2 separate regions of the Mus musculus genome follow, and region 2 is linked to region 1. A link is a contact called in public Hi-C data. All regions are on one chromosome and are shown on one strand. Each heading gives the region's core, a stretch centred on a gene start, on an enhancer-like site or on the middle of the called end of the contact. The rest is flanking DNA. Distances are from core to core; before and after follow the strand shown.

What was found. A called contact is a pair of places that touch in the nucleus more often than the background predicts.
Region 2: a contact with region 1 is called in a Hi-C map of muscle stem cells, with 6 times the contacts expected there. The contact joins two enhancer-like sites. A contact is called at or near these places in 1 of 484 Hi-C or Micro-C datasets (muscle stem cells) and 1 of 9 other capture datasets (embryonic stem cells).

The regions. Positions count from the first base shown.
Region 1 is chr17:79,596,750-79,600,602 of GRCm38.p6, reverse strand. It overlaps a transcript of Rmdn2 not described here. Among named protein-coding and RNA genes, the nearest start is that of Rmdn2, 17 kb to the left of the region's middle. Within about 2 kb of position 2,227, at least 66 of the 459 cell types and tissues checked have an H3K27ac peak or open chromatin away from gene starts, as enhancers often do. A contact at or near this core is called in muscle stem cells, where this site is marked.
Region 2 is chr17:80,166,645-80,170,475 of GRCm38.p6, reverse strand. The region is part of intron 4 of Galm (galactose mutarotase); the gene reads right to left. Among named protein-coding and RNA genes, the nearest start is that of Gm51284, 26 kb to the left of the region's middle. Within about 2 kb of position 1,560, at least 159 of the 459 cell types and tissues checked have an H3K27ac peak or open chromatin away from gene starts, as enhancers often do. A contact at or near this core is called in muscle stem cells, where this site is marked.

The DNA.
Region 1 (3,853 bases), core at 978-3,477:
TTTTTTTTCTTGACAGTCTGTTTTTATTTTAAAACACTATTTAAAGGAAAAAATCATTAAGGTACAAATATTCGAAATGATTGTTATAGTTTGAATTTAAAGTTATTCCCTCAAGCCTATGTTCCTGGCTGGTAGCTGTTAGGATGCCGCAGAGCCTTTGAGAAGTGGGGCATAGCTGGCCGAGAAGGAGAGGCCTTTGATGACTCAGCTCCTGGCCCTTCCTTGCTCCCCCAGCTTCCTGGCTCATGCCACGTGAGCTGGTGTCCACCATATACTCCCACTGTCATGAACTCTGCTTGCCTTGCCTGCCGTGAAGGACTGAAATCCCTGTGAAACCATGAGCCAGAAAAAAACTTTCCTTCCAGAACATCTTACTATGAGATATTTGGTCACTATACTGGCTAGTTTGGCATCAGCCTGACTCAATCTAGAGTCATCAGCAAGGAGGGAATCTCAGTGGAGAAAATACCTCCATAGATTTGGCTGTAACAGAGACTGCCCCATCTGGGCATCTATTCCAATGCAGACACCAAATCCAGACACTATTACTGATACAGCTGTCTCCTGAGAGGCTCTGCCAGATCCTGACCAACACAGATGCGGATGCAAGCAGCCAACCATCAGGCTTGAGCACAGGGACCCCAGTGGAGGAGTTAGGGGAAGGACTGAAGGAGCTGAAGGGGCCTTATCTGGCATCAATGGGAGGGGAGGCCCTTGTTCCTGTGAAGGCTCGATGCCCCAGTGTAGAGGAATGCTAGGGCAGTGAGGTGAAAGTGGGTAGGTGGGTGGGGGGCATCCTCATAGAGCCAGGTTAAGGGGGATAGGATAGGGGTTTTGCAGAGGGAATGACCAGGAAAGGGAATAACATTTGAAATGTAAATAAATAAAATATTAATTTTTAAAAAGATCTGGCTGTAAGGCATTTTTAAAAAATTAATGAATAGTAGGGAGAGCCCCACCCACTGTGGGTGGTGCCATCCCTGGGCTGGTGGTCCTGAGTTCTATAAGAAAACAAGCTGAGCAAGCCATGCACCCCTCCATGGCCTCTGCATCAACTCCTGCCTCCAGGTTCCTTCTGTCTATGAATTTCTTTCCTTAATTCTTTTGATGGTGAGCTGTTATATAGAAGTGTGAGCAAAGTGAACCCTCTCCTCCCTAAGTTGCCTTTGGTCATGGTGTTTCATCACAGCCACAGTAATCCCAGGATAGTCACAGTGACTCAAAAACAAGTCACACATTGATGAGTATGCAAATTACCCTTATGAGATCATCACAGGATGTGTTGAAATGTCACATAGCACTCAACTAAACATGCAATGGATTAATTAAAAAAAAGATAGAATTCTCAAACGTTATATTATTGCTTTCCCCATCCAAAAATCCAACTGTTAAAATTTTTCCTCCCTGAGACAGCTTATGGCTCAGACCAGAAAAGAAAAAAAAAATGTGCAGAGAAGTGAAGCCAGAGCCTATAACTCTCTGAACAGTTGTCTGGACTTTAAGATGTGAAATATCTCGCCCTGATCCTCGGGGACACTCCCTTTTATTTAACTTTTCACGTCGTGCTTAACTCAGCTGTCTGAGGATTAATTTATCTTGTGGTAGGTGTCAGAAGACTAATTGTGTATTATTTCAAGTTTAATGAACTGAGAAGAAAAAAAAATGAGGTGGGTGGGGGGAAGTTAAGTTGAGCTGAGATTAAGCCTCTCAATGATTTATGTTTAATTAGTGTCACAACATAGGCATGTCCCCTGCCTCATGCTTTGCTACCTCTAGGGATGACAAGGAAATTCCTGCCTGCAGAGCATTCCAGACAAATCACACACTGTGCTGTTGTGAACCCTGACCTCAATGCCTGTGTTTGCTCTTCCCTGCCCGAGAGCTAGAACTTAACTTGGCATAAATTATTCTTTTCCTGAAAACTAAAATTTTTCTTTAACATCATATCGGACTTCAGAATGACGGGGCATCTTTTGACATCATAGAAATAGAATATTGATTTTCTTTTCTTTCACAACATTGTTTAGAACTTTATGACAATGACTAAGATAAATGTATCAATTGTATAGGAAGAAAAAGGAACACACTTGATGCATTGAGATTATTAAAATCCACCATATGAAAATACTATGAAATCTTCCACCAACTTGCCAAGAGAGATCTGGAACCTCTTTTCTTTTTGCCCATGGTAGTCCTCTGACTCACTGAAGGCTGGACTCTGTGACAGATGTGTCCAGTCTGCTCTTACCTCCCTCTTATCTTCCTGTCCCTGGACTTCCTCCTCTGCTGGTGATCCGCTGCATACTTGTCTCTTTCATTTGGCTCCCCGTATAAGGGAAGCTCCTGAGAACAAGCCCTCTGTCTCCTCAGTGTGTTCTCCACATGTATACTGAATATTGTGTGTAGTATTTGTGGAGTAATTAGTTGTTGAGTAAACTAACAAAGCAAAACAAAATCCCATGTAGTAGTAGAAATTGTTTTTTATTATCCCCGACTATGATTGAAGCTTTAATAAACCTTAAGTGTGATTCTTAACCCAGTGGCAATTTTTCCTCTTGCCCCTAAGAACATTTCACAATTTCTAGAGGTATATATATTTATCATAACAGAAGAGGTCTACTAATATGAGCAACTAGAGGTCAAGCATGTGGCTGAACAAATTCTGATGTCTAGGGAAGCCATTGTACAAGGCACGGACTACCTGGCTTAAAATGTTGATCATTGCCAATATCAATAAAACACATCCTAGCAGCTTAAAAGGAGACGAGGTAACATAACTGCTGAAGTTTATTTTAATCTCTTATTTTAAGTCATCCTCACATTTAGAGTCACAGTGTTATGGTTTGAATGTCTCCCAAATACTCATGGTTTGCATGCTTGGCACTCAGCTGGTGGCACACTTTCTAGGGTAGTGGACATCTTAGCAGATAGGATGTAGCGTGGTTCTCAGGGACGTGCCATCTTGGGGCACTCTCTCCCTGTGTCTGCCTCTAGTCCACCATCAAGTGAAGAAGATTCTACACACAGCCCTGCAACCATGATATTCTGTCTTACCATATACCCGGAATCAACAAAGCCAAGAACTGAGCAAACCAGTGAAACGATGGGCCATACAAATCCTCCCCATCTTAAACTGTTTTTAGTCAGGCATTTTCTTATGCTGGTGAGAAAGAGTTGGAAACCCATACCCATCCTACAGAATATCATTCGTATGACACGCTCTGATTTTTTTTTATGAAAAATTTTATATTGGATAATGTGATTCCTGGGACCTTCATGGAGTATAGGGATGAAGAGTGATGCACATGACTTAAACAAGTTTGTTTCAAATCTAATGACCTGTGATTGCCATCAAACACCTACCATGTGCTTACCACAGTACCTCAGAACTCTGAGGAAGACTATGATGTCTGCTGTTAACAATATACATACATACATACATACATACATACATACATACATACGTGTGTGTGTATTGTTAACAAGGAATCTTCCATCACATGTTCTTTCATAAGTTTGTTTTAACAGAACATCTTTTCTCCTACATCTGCTTCAGCTAAACATTCCTTCACGTGTTTGCCCTAACAATAACCATAGAACTGACTTTCCAAAGAACCCTTAAGCAGCCACTTCAGTGTTATCCTTTTTCTTTTCCTCTCCGTGCTCCCCAGTCCAGTGAGACGGAAGCAAGAAGCTACCATATTGTACTCTCTCACTGGTATGTTGTGGTTACCTGTTGCTATTCCTCTGTGTATATTGTGGACTATGTTTAGGTTCTCTGTAACAAACAACTTTAAAAAAACCTCTCTGTCCTGTCCAGGTGATCAGTGAATCTATTTGGACTGATGCTTAC
Region 2 (3,831 bases), core at 311-2,810, 570 kb before region 1:
CTTTAAAAACTTTTTGAGGTAATAAGTCAGTATGTAGCACAGGCTGTCTTCAACTCCAATTTATCAACTTCCTGCCTCAGATTTGACAGGTGGTGGTGGTGATGGCACTTGTCTTTAACTCAGGAGGCAGAGGCAAGAGGATCTCTGAATTCCAGGCCGAGGTTATACAGAGAACCCCTGTCTGGAAAAAAAAAAAAAGAAAGTATATATTTTTATATCCACCTCAGGCCTGCAATTTTATTTTTGAAACAGTCTAATAATTGAATTTTATTTTTCTGTGTACAGGTATCTCTTGCCTGTCTGTTTGTCTGTGTACCACGTGTGTGCCTCCTGAGTTCTCAGCTTCCTCAAATGAAGCACCCGGTGATACTTATTTGAAAGGGTTGTTCAGGGGTTAGGAAGCACTCAGCTGGTAGACTAGTCATCTAGCCTGGGGTATATGAGACAGCTTCAAAATAAGTAAGCAAAGAAAACAACAGCCAGGATGTGGTATAGCGTATCTGTGATACCAGCGTGCCAGGCATATACATATTTAACCTCACACTCGGGGATGGGGGGTCGGGGTAGAGACAGGCAGATCTCTTCAAGTTTGGGGCCAGCCTGGTTTTGTTTTTTAAGACAGAGTCTCCCTGTGTGGCTCTGGCTGTCCTGGAACTTGCTCTGTAGACCAGGTTAGCCTTAGACTCAGATCTATTTGCTTCTGCCTCCTGATTAAAGTCCTTTGCCACCGTCACCCTGCATAGGCCAGCTTGGTTTAAGTAGCATGTTCAAGGCCAGTTGGAACTATACAATAAGACTCTCTCCAGAACCAAATTTAAATAAATATTAAAAAAAGAAAAAAAAGCCAGGCGGTAGTGGTGTAAACACTTACTCCCAGCTACACTTACTCGGGAGGCAGAGGTGGATCTCTTGAGTTCAAGGCCATCCTGGTCCACAGATTGAGTTCCAGGACAGCCAGGGCTAAAACAGAGAAACCCTGTCTTGAGAAACCAAAAGGAAGAAAAATGAAAAGCCTTTTCAATACTTTGACCCGGTGGACAATGAGCAAGGTGATATCCTTCCCCAGGGACACCCAGCTGCTGCTGAGCTCTGGGATCCAGATGTGATGCCTTCCAGCTGTGACACCCCAGGATTACTGGGGTGTGAGACAAAAGCAGCGAAGCTGGGTGTCGACTTGCGGAATACTCTGTGATATTGGGTTATTTTTTTCTTCTTTCTTTTAAAACTTTTAATTTTGAGACAGCGTCTCATATCGCCCAGGCTGCCCTTGAGCTTGTACAGCTGAGAAGGCTGACCTTTTCTAAGCCTGCCTCTACCACCTGTGCTGAGGTCATGGGTGTGGCCACCACGATTGGTTTTATGCAGTACCGAGGATGGCCCAGAGACCTCATTCATGCTCTGTGGCATTCAACCAACTGAGCTTCATCCCCACCCATTTGTGTCTTAATAGAACTTTCAGCTAGCCTGATTTAAGGAAACCGCTGGCTGAAAGCCATTAGCTGAAGACTGACTTGAGGAACACACGTTTAGTGATGGAGCCCACGAATGGCGTGCTAGAGGGAGGAGGGAGAACACAGGGAGCTACTGTCCACTGGAGACCATAGAGGAGCTGGGGAGAGCAACAGAAGGGGAGAAATGGTGCCAAAATGAGAAAGCAACATACGCTCCTGCAGGCTAGCTGGAGCTTTGTTGATAGCTGCTTGGAAGGAGACTCAAGGACCACCAGCAGCAGCAGAACATGCCTCACCTACGGGCTTGTGAGAATCACGGACCCAGTAGCTCAATCAGAGAATGCGGAGGCAGAATCTGTATTTAACGACCTCCCCAGTGATTGGTATGCACAGACCTGAGCACTGAGGCGCTGCTACACAACGGGAAAAAAAAAGATAGAGGGAAGAAAAGCTGGCAACAGGAAGCACTCCCGAGCAGAATTCTGGTCTCCATGGGGACGGCCCAGCTGTGCTTACAGCCCAGCTGCTCCAATTACGTCTGTCTCTTTAGCTAGTCAGGTTGGGAATAGCCAGAAAGATTTGCATGAGGAGGCCTGCAGTAATGGGGCTCCTGGGCACAGGTATTCGTCTGATATCTAATTAAGCCATCTTGGTTAAGTCATCTCCTGAATGGCAGTTATTATTTTAGGAAGCGACATAAAGAGGATGATAATGAAAGGTGACACCCTGGGTGGGAATTCTTACTTCATTCCAGCAGCCAACAAGGAAAAGCACCTTGGGACTTTCCTGTAGAGGTAGCATTTTGGAAACATTTCACAGACCCCTCGGTCTCAGCACTCCTCTGCACTTTTCCTCTGCTGTCTGGTTGTGTTGATGATGTCATTCCGATACCATGTGGGTGGGTCCCGCTCTCCCCAATCTCTTTCTCACTCCACTGAGGGCTTTCTGATTTTTTTGACTCTGACTCAAAGGAAGGAGGGTGTCGCTTCCAGATATGACGTGACATCCACAGCAGGAAGAGCTGAGCTGAGCCGCAGGTCACTTTCAGATGAGAGGGCAATTCTTCATGGTTAACCCACATAAGGCATTTCCTGACAGTGTTTTTCCATCTTAGATGGCCATCAGCACTGAACACAGGGATTTGCCATTAGTTAAGAAGTTCACTCTGCCGTGGCTCTCTGCCCAGCTGTGGCCTTCATGCCTTCTGGCTGTACCGCAGGTGTGAGGTTCCAGATAGGTCTGATCTTCTCCAGAGACCGCCAGGTCCCTGGTGTCACCGTATTTTCTTACTATGTATCCTACCATCCTTCACATCCTTTGATACTTATGAAAGACCCATTGTCTACAGCCTAAGCTACTGGCTTAGTGACCTTTCTTGACCTGTCTAACACTCTGACCTCCTGCCCTTGGATCTGACAGAAACCCTAACTGTGGGCCAATCCACGTTCTTTGTCCAGACTTCTGAAAGAACCAGGAGAAAATTCACAGACTGAGGCTATTCACATTCATCATTTGGATTCCCCAAGTTCTCCCACAACCATTTCAGTTCTCAAGTCAGTTTCCCTCTCCCTTAAAACCTTTCTACCTTGAGTGGTACCCAACCTCTCCGTGACACCCTCTCCCCTCTTCCCTGCCTCTTCCCTTTCTCATAAGCTGTTGAGGATAGACAGACCCCACCCCCAGCCCCCAGGCCTCAAGGATTCTGTGTTCAAGTTACCTTAGCTGATAACAGCTCACAGGCCCACACTCTCTGACACAAACTGGCTTCTGCCCTGATCACGCTATCAGGTGGGGTTAGCTGGGACAGATTCTCCTCTGCTCTCTGCCTGGCCATCTTCCCACCACCGTCCAGCCCATCTTGGTTTTTTGAGACAGGGTCTCTCACTGATCTGCAGTTTGCAGATTTGTCTAGGCTGGCTGACCAGAGAGCTCCAGGGAGCCCACTGTCTCTACCTCCTAAGTGTGGGGTCTATAGGCATGTTCTACTAACACCCAGTTTGTATGTGGGTTCTGGGGCTGGAACTCAGGTCAATAAGCATTCAATTGAACTAACTCTCCAGCCCCAGCCACCTGATTTTACCTCCTAAATATAAAATCCCCTTCTTCTAGCTGACCCCTGCCTTAGGTCCCCCTTAATTCTCACTTGGATATTAAGTAGCTTTCAACTGGTCTCTGTCTCCAGTCAAGCCCCACTCTTACAATATTGTGAGACGGTATTTCTAAGCTGACAATGGTGTGAAGTCGGTCTCCTGGATTCAAACACTCCAAAGACCTCCATGAGGTCTAATGTGCAAGCAGAACCCTGTTCTCTGGTGCTGACCCTGGAAGAGCATGAGCCAGCAAGTGAACAGCTTAAAATTTCCACTCTACGGGGCTGGAA